Linked DNA regions of Sus scrofa: regions 1 and 3 are each linked to region 2. The links are chromatin contacts, called in public Hi-C and HiChIP or PLAC-seq maps. All regions are on one chromosome and are shown on one strand. The core of a region is the stretch at or near the end of the contact, and the rest is flanking DNA. Distances in the headings are between cores, read along the strand shown.

The links. A called contact is a pair of places that touch in the nucleus more often than the background predicts. HiChIP or PLAC-seq counts read pairs in DNA pulled down with a chosen protein or histone mark.
Region 1: a contact with region 2 is called in a Hi-C map of alveolar macrophages, with 7 times the contacts expected there. The contact joins two enhancer-like sites. A contact is called at or near these places in 1 of 5 promoter capture datasets (fetal skeletal muscle), 28 of 47 Hi-C or Micro-C datasets (adipose tissue, alveolar macrophages, blood and 15 more) and 2 of 2 datasets of contacts at active chromatin or transcription factors (alveolar macrophages and skeletal muscle).
Region 3: an H3K27ac HiChIP or PLAC-seq map of skeletal muscle shows a contact between it and region 2. The contact joins two enhancer-like sites. A contact is called at or near these places in 1 of 5 promoter capture datasets (liver), 6 of 47 Hi-C or Micro-C datasets (brain, epiblast stem cells, liver and 2 more) and 2 of 2 datasets of contacts at active chromatin or transcription factors (alveolar macrophages and skeletal muscle).

The regions. Positions count from the first base shown.
Region 1 is chr4:7,029,379-7,032,078 of Sscrofa11.1, reverse strand. The region is part of intron 4 of ZFAT (zinc finger protein ZFAT); the gene reads right to left. Among named protein-coding and RNA genes, the nearest start is that of ZFAT, 61 kb to the right of the region's middle. Within about 2 kb of position 1,373, at least 4 of the 83 cell types and tissues checked have an H3K27ac peak or open chromatin away from gene starts, as enhancers often do. A contact at or near this core is called in adipose tissue and alveolar macrophages, where this site is marked.
Region 2 is chr4:6,863,144-6,865,843 of Sscrofa11.1, reverse strand. No RefSeq gene overlaps it. Among named protein-coding and RNA genes, the nearest start is that of MIR30D, 84 kb to the left of the region's middle. Within about 2 kb of position 1,438, at least 34 of the 83 cell types and tissues checked have an H3K27ac peak or open chromatin away from gene starts, as enhancers often do. A contact at or near this core is called in adipose tissue, alveolar macrophages and skeletal muscle, where this site is marked.
Region 3 is chr4:7,005,614-7,008,313 of Sscrofa11.1, reverse strand. All of the region lies in intron 3 of ZFAT (zinc finger protein ZFAT), which reads right to left. Among named protein-coding and RNA genes, the nearest start is that of ZFAT, 37 kb to the right of the region's middle. Within about 2 kb of position 1,448, at least 15 of the 83 cell types and tissues checked have an H3K27ac peak or open chromatin away from gene starts, as enhancers often do. A contact at or near this core is called in alveolar macrophages and skeletal muscle, where this site is marked.

The DNA.
Region 1 (2,700 bases), core at 124-2,623, 170 kb before region 2:
GCAGGCCAGTGACCCCACCTGATCCGCCCTGCTGTCCTGGGAAGTGGCCAAGTAGATGGTTCCTACTACTGTCACCATCACCTCCACCATCGCCAGCATCACCAGCATTACCTCTATCACCATCACCTCCACCACCATCCCTCCATCGCCATCACCACCATCACATCACCTCCATCACCATTCCTCTATCACCATCACTCCACCTTCGCCAGCCTCACCAGCATTACCTCTGTCAGCATCACCACCAGCATCACCTCCACCGCCATCCCTCCATCACCATCACCACCATCACATCACCTCCATCACCATTCCCCTATCACCACCACCTCCACCATCGCCAGCATCACCAGCATTACCTCTATCACCATCACCTCTACCACCATCCCTCCATCGCCATCACCACCATCACATCACCTCATCACCATTCCTCTATCACCATCACTCCACCTTCGCCAGCCTCACCAGCATTACCTCTGTCAGCATCACCACCAGCATCACCTCCACCGCCATCCCTCCATCACCATCACCACCATCACATCACCTCCATCACCATTCCCCTATCACCACCACCTCCACCATCGCCAGCATCACCAGCATTACTTCTATCAGCATCACCACCAGCATCACCTCCACCGCCATCCCTCCATCACCATCACCACCTCCACCATCACATCACCTCCATCACCATCCCCCTATCACCATCACCTCCACCATCGCCAGCATCACCATCACATCACCTCCATCACCATCCCTCTGTCAATACCACCATCACCACAATCACCTCTGTCATCATCACCACCGTCACCTCTGTCATCATCACCATCATCAACTCCATCACCACCACCGTCATCGTCCCCATGTACTGAGGAGAGAGCTAGGACTCAGAGCAGTTAGTGGGATACTAAGGAGCCCCGATCAGATAACACAAAGTCAAAACTTGACCAAGACCTCCCAAGTGGATCTCCGTAACTGCCCACCCCCCTGGGGGCCAGCACTGTTCCAGGACGTAGTGTCATTTCCTGTAATAACGTAGCAGAGCCCCGGAAGAACAAAGCCTACGAGGCTACAGAGACATTTCAAAAGATTGATTACAACTACGAGTAGCTACACCAAAAAGGGAACCTCACTCTTGTGTGTTAGAATTTAAGACAGCAACTCACTGCAGGGAGGGGTAAGCTGGAAAATCAAAGTGCCACCAACCCACCCAGACCGCACACCTAATAAGTACGCCCCCACACGGCTTGACAACAGGTCTAGAACTAGGGAACAGAGAATCATTACATATAAGGCATCAGCTTTGGGGGGGGGGAGGGAAACATAGGTTACCAACACACAGTAAACCCAGGGCCTTCACTCAAGCAGGCACCATACATGTGCCAGGAGCACCCTCTGGTGGCCAGTCTGAGCACTACACCTTCCGTCCGAAGGATGAAGCCATTCCCAAGACTGAGCAGAGAGACCCGAATGAAAATGTGGCTAATATTCCCTGATTCCTACCTCTGCTGGAGGCCATGCTTTGCTCACCACCCACTTAATATTCACATTAATCCAGTGAGGGAGGGGCTGCTGTCCTCACTTCAAATCAAGTAAACTGAGCCCAAGGAGGGGATGCAATGTCACTCGGCAGGTAAGCACAAAGCAGAAGCACAGCCCAGGCCCCAAGCCCATCCTACATGCAGAGTCACCACTTGCTGTTGCTGCTTCCCCAGCAGGGCTTGGGTCTGTACTGGCAGCAAGTCCTGGACGACCCGGCAGGTGAGGCAGACCCAACGCCAACCCCAGATTCTCTGTCCTAGTCACCACCAGCCACTGCCCAGCCATTCTCAACCCATATAAAAGTTATCTCCAAACCTTATGGTGCTTCCCCATTCACGGCCACATTTTTATGCTAACAAAGTGGAACTGAGTCAAAGAAGTTTAATTCAGTGCTCCATTCGCACAGAGTACAAAAGGGGCCCCACTTCTCGGCAGAGTCAGGACAGATTCTCCTTGGGCCTGGGGCTTCTGCATGTGTTCTGCTTGGTCTCACAGTGAATTCAGTCTGTGAACATCCACAGATCTGTTCATCACTTCGAAACACTTTTCTACATGTATGCTGTACATCATGTTTCTCAACAGCAAATTTTAAAGGAAAAGATAGAGGGGAATCTCTCATTTTAAAACAACAAAACACGGAGTTTCCTGGTGGCCTAGGGATTAAGAATTCGGCATTGGCATTGCTGCAGCTCTGGTTCGATTCCTGGCCCAGGAACTTCCACATGCCACAGGTGAGGGCAAAACATAAAAAATCAGATGACAAAGTGAGGTGAGAAGCCCAGACCTAAACATGAACCCACCTCTGCCCCAGGAGCCGTGCAGCCCTGGCATGTGTGGTGGCCTCCTGAGCCTGTTTCCCCATCTGCCTGGGGGGTCTGCTGGTGCTGCAAAAGGACTGCAGGACATCCCCAGCTGGGGACTGACACTTCTGACATGGTAGGAAGGGCAGTCATCTCAGCCAGGAGCTGGGTCCCCCAGCCCCTGCTCCCACCCCGCCCCGGCCCACCCGCCCAATGTGATGGAGTCTGTGTAAGCCTCTGAGCCTCACTAGACCCCATTAGCAGTGACCTTGAATGTTTTAAAGTGGAACCTGGCCTGCAAGCCTCACCCAGAGGCTCACTTACACAGAGATGGACAGAGCCGCCTGGACGGAAGCCAGGGTGT
Region 2 (2,700 bases), core at 189-2,688:
CAAGTATCAATAATAACAGCTATCATGTGCTTACTGTACGCCGGTGATTTAAAAGCATCAAGTAATTTAAGGAGTGCCTGTTGTGGCTCACCAGTTTAAGAACCCCACATAGTGTCTGTGAAGATGTGGGTTTGATCCTTGGTCTCACTCAGTGGGTTAAGGATCCAGGGTTGCTGCAAGCTACAGTGTAGGACACAGATGTGGCTCGGATTTGGCATTGCTGTGGCTGCGGAGGAGGCCGGCAGTTGTAGCTCTGATTCGACTCCTAGCCTGGGTACTTCCATATGCCACAGGTATGGCCCTAAAAAGACCGAACTCCCCCCCCAAAACCAAAAACCAAAAAAACTGGGATCTTAATGTCAAATCATCACAGCCTTGGATGATGAGAAGGAGGGGCATTCCAGGGAGAGGAACCTGCCTGGGCCGGCCCACCTCGAGGGCGGGAAGGGTGTGTGTTTCCTCCGAGCCTGGTCCGTGGGGGGTGTGGCAGGGGTGAGGTCGGTTTGGCGGGTGGGGAGGCTGGGAGGCGGGGCCTCGTATGTCACAGGGAGGAGTTAGGATTTCTTGTAAGTGCCTTAGGAAGCCTTGGAGGCTGGGAGCAGGGGAGGGACCAGAGGAGCTGCTGTCCTTTTGCTGCCACCAGTCCCTCCGCTGTGGCGCATGTGTGAGCCTTCGAGGCTGCTAGTGTAGTGTAGCCTGAAGGTCAGGGCCCTGATCATGGAATGAGAAGAGCTGTTCCACTCATCCTCTTGTTCTCCATCCAGTAAGCGTTCCTTGGGCACCAGCCACAGCCCAGCTCTTTGCTTGGCCCCGAGGATACAGCAGGGGCTGGGGTGTGTCCCTGGCCTCCAGCAGCTCCTGTTATGGGGACCCAAGGAAACTACTGACCCAGGACCAGTCAGCAGAGATGGAAAGTCAGCTCCCCGGATGGGTTCGGGACAGAGGCAAATGAGCTGCTGGTCTTTCACAGGATGTACCTGAGACAAGTTGGAGCATCAGTCATTTTCTCACTGCTAAGAGATCTTAACTAAAATAACACAAATACTTACAAGCCAATGGAATAAATATTAGCGGAACCACTATGTTTGTCCGGTTATGGGGACTCAGAGAGAAGGTGGTCCTGGAAGAGGAGGAGAAAGGGTTGGAGGCATGGATCGTGGCGGAGAGAACAGGTTGCTGGACCCTCTTACTAGGAGCTGAGGAGGGAGGAACCCAGGGCGATGAGGTCAGGCTTGGAAAAAAAATCCTGTTATCCTGCCTTACAAATGTTGCGGTCTCACATTTCGGCCAACACCCTTTCACAGGCAGAGGTCTTAGGGAGGCTCAGAACTAACCAAGTCCCCAGCAGCTAGAAACTTACAAGACCTTGCTGACCCCTGGGCCCCCTGTAAAGAAAATGCAAAACCAAAACCAAAAGCAACTTTCTTCCCCAAATCATGTTATAGTGCCCTCTTGTGGCCTAGTGTGAAATGACAACCCTGCAGTTCTCAAACCAAACCTTGCATTGTTCTCCACTCTGTTTGCTTAGTAATAAGTATTTACTGGGCTTCATGGCTTGTACTTCCCCTGGGCAGACCAGGCAAACGTCCTGATGTTCTCCGATATTTCCATCCACAAATAACGGCTGCCTACTCAGGTGTTATCACTTCTCCGCGCATTTTTCGCTGCTCTGTTGAGAAGCCACTACTGCAGGCAGGGCTTTTCAACACCTGCCTTGCATTGGAGAGGTACCTGTATTTCCCGTATTCCCAGGCACACCAGGAGCCTCCGGACGGCGGAGAGTCAGACTGAGTTCCCTCTGCGTCTGGTAGAATGGAAGAATGTTAACCAGAAAAGAAAGCAGGGTGTGTGGGACACAGTTCACCAAAAAAGAGACCTATAGTTCTTTTTTTTAATGTTTAACTAAACATTTCTAAATTGAAGTACAAAAAAATTGAAGTATAGTTGATTTATGACGTTGTGTTAGCTTCAAGTGTTATTTATCTAATTATATATATATTCTTTTCCCAAATCTCTGTAATAGGTTATTACAAGACATTGAGTATAGTTCCCTGTGCTATATAGTAGGTCCTTGTTATTTATTGTTTTTATATATAGTGGTGTATAGGGACATATATACATACTTTATTTATTTACTTATTGGTTTTTTTTTTTGGCTGCACCTGAAGAATATGGAAGAGTCCAGGCTTAGGGGTCGAATCGGAGCTGCAGCTGATGACCTACAGCACAGCCACAGCAACGTCACATCTGAGCTGTGTCTTGGACCTACACGGTAGCCCATGGCAATGCGGGATCCTTAACCCACTGCTCGAGGCCAGGGATCGAACCCGTGTCCTCATAGATACTACTCGGGTTTGTTACTGCTGAGCCACAATGGGAACTCCAGGGACATACACTTCTGTTCTAACCTTTTTTCTTTGCTGAGCTTCATGGGAGAAGAGGAAACTGTCAAGGGAGGCAGCCCCTGCTGCAGATGTGGCAGGACCGCCTAACAGTGAGGGCTGAAGAGACTCCAGTGCTTAATCTTTCTGCACCTCAGTTTATTTTTCTGTCAAGTGGAGATGATGGCAGCTACTGCCCGGACAGCTGAGCGGGCACTAGCCGAGCTCCTGCATGGGACACACGTGCCACTGTCTAGACCGGCCCATGGGAATACGACAGAATAACGATGACCTTGGTTTGCAGGGAAGATGGCCTGAT
Region 3 (2,700 bases), core at 199-2,698, 140 kb before region 2:
TAAATAAGATGTGATACACACACACACACACACACACACACACACACACACACTGGACTACTATTCAGCTATAAAAAAGAATGATATTTTGCCATTTGCAGCAACATAGATAGACTTGAAGGGCATTATGCTAAGTGAATTAAGTCAGACCGAAAAAGAAAATACAGTATGATATCACTTACACGAGGAATCCAAAAAATCCAGTAAAACTAGTCAGTATTAAAAAAAGAAGCAGACTCATAGAGAACAAACTAGTGACTACCAGTGGGGAGAGGAAAGTGGGGAAGGGCAAGATAGGGGGACAGGAGTAAGAGCTACTAATGCAAGGTTTAACATGAGCCACAGGAATACACCATACAATGTGGGGAATATAGCCAATATTTTATAATAACTATAAATGGAGTACAACCTTTAAAAACTGTAAATGACTTTACTGTACACCTGGAACCTATATAAAGTTATATAGCCATTACACTTCCATTTTTCAAAAAGGAGGGGTTAGGAGTTCCCACTGTGGCACAATGGGATCGGTGGCATCTCTGGAGCACTGGGACACAGGTTCGATCCCCAGCCCAGCACAGTGGGTTAAGAATCTGGTGTTGCCACAGTTGTGGCATAGGTTGCAACTGATGCTTGGATCTGATCCCTGGCCCAGGAACGCCACATGCCATAGAGCAGCCAGAAAAGCAAGCAAACAAACAAAAAATGTTTTCAATAAAAAGTTCAAAAATAAATAGGAGCAGGGCAGCTCCTGGCTTGTGGTCTCCAGTTTATGACTAATCCCTGGTCACAAAGTTGGAGGATAAGAAAACTGGGACTGAAATCCAGGTCTCCAGCAATCAGTAAGGACAAGGAATTGATACTGGATGACTATTTCTGCGTGCGAGCCAACCGTAGCAGTCTTCCTGGTAACTCTCAGGGAGGGAACTAGTGAGCTCATTTTTGCAGATGAGAAAACTGGGGCCCAGGGACGGTATGGATTCAGCGAGGCTCATCCTACTAGTCACCTGCTGCAGAAATGTCATCTGAGCCCAAGACTGTTTGATTCTGACCCCATGTTTTTAAGCTGCTCCTCAAGTTTTAAACGTAAATGTGATGCTTCCTATATGAGCACCGCGTGAGCACAAAAATAAACTGTAAGCCCCATGCTAAGAAATATTATCCAGTTATCACTGGCTTTGACTGCCGGCAGCCAAGGCTGCTAAATCTCATTATCGGGTGGCTATGCCGGCTGCTTCCGGGCAAACACTGGCAGGGACACAGCTGGAGGGGAGAACAGAGACGGGCCCTCCGGGGCGTTTTCACTGTGCTTTCTCTCTCTGAAGCAAGTCGGGTGAGTGGGAGTGGGGCAGAAAGGGGACAGAACCAAAAAAAAGGTGGGATGGTGGGTGAGGCAGGCACACTGACCAGTGGAGGGGATTGTCCCAAGCTGAGCGAGCTTGAACCAGAAATAGGAAATGAAACCAGAAACCAAATCGGAAACAGGAAGCCATGTCTCCTTCTGGAGCCACTGGCCCCTCATGTTTGGTTTTTTTGTTTTGTATTGTTTTGGCTGCACCGGTAGCATGTGGAAGTTCTCCACTCCAGGATCGAACAAGCGCCATAGCAGCAACACAAGTTGCTGCATTGCCAGTGTCAGATCCTTAACTCACTGAGCCACCAGGGAACTCCTGCCTCTTCCTCTGAGATCAATCCTCCCTCCTGCCATCCCCTGCCTCCAATGCTGGTTGTAAAAAGCAAGATAAAAGGTGCTTCTTCATCCCACTAAGGGAGGTATAGGATGAAGGTCTGCCTTTCAGCATTTTGTGACTATTTTAATTTATTTTCAACAGTTAAAAACTGGGAGTTATAAGGAGGAATCTTCAATGCACACTGCTAAAGTGAAAGAGGCCAGTCTGGAAAGGCCACAGACTGTACGGTTCCAACTGTATGACATTCCAGGAAAGAAGAGAGACTGTGAAGAGACCAGTGCTGGCCAGGGATTCCTGGGCAGAGGGGGAGTAAGTGAGGAGGGATGAAAAGGTGGGATGGGGGGGGTGCGGTTAGGGCAGTGAAGCCACTCTGTATGTCACTGGGTTGGTGGATACATGTCATTATGCATTTGTCAAAATGCACAGAAGAGGAGTTCCCTGGTGGCTCAGGGGGTTATGGACCTGGTGTTGTCACTGCTGTGGCTCAGGTTCAGTCCCTGGCCTGGGAATTTCCACATGGGGTAGGCTCAGTCAAAAAAAAGAGAAAAATCCATAGAATATACAAAACAAAGAATGAATGTAAACTATGGACTTTAGTCAGTAATGATGCATCAATATTGATTCATCAATTATAACCAATGTACCGTACTAATGCGAGATTTTTTTTTTTTTTTTTTTGTCTTTTTGCTATTTCTTGGGCCGCTCCCACGGCATATGGAGGTTCCTAGGCTAGGGGTTGAATCGGAGCTGTAGCCACCAGCCTACGCCAGAGCCACAGCAACGAGGGATCCGAGCCGCGTCTGCAACCTACACCACAGCCCACGGCAACGCCGGATCCTTAACCCACTGAGCAAGGGCAGGGACCGAACCCGCAACCTCATGGTTCCTAGTCGGATTTGTTAACCACTGCGCCACGACGGGAACTCCTAATGCGAGATGTTAATAACAGGAGAAATGGGAATGGGGCGAGGAGAAGGTGGTAAGGGGAACTCCCTGTACTTTCTGTGCA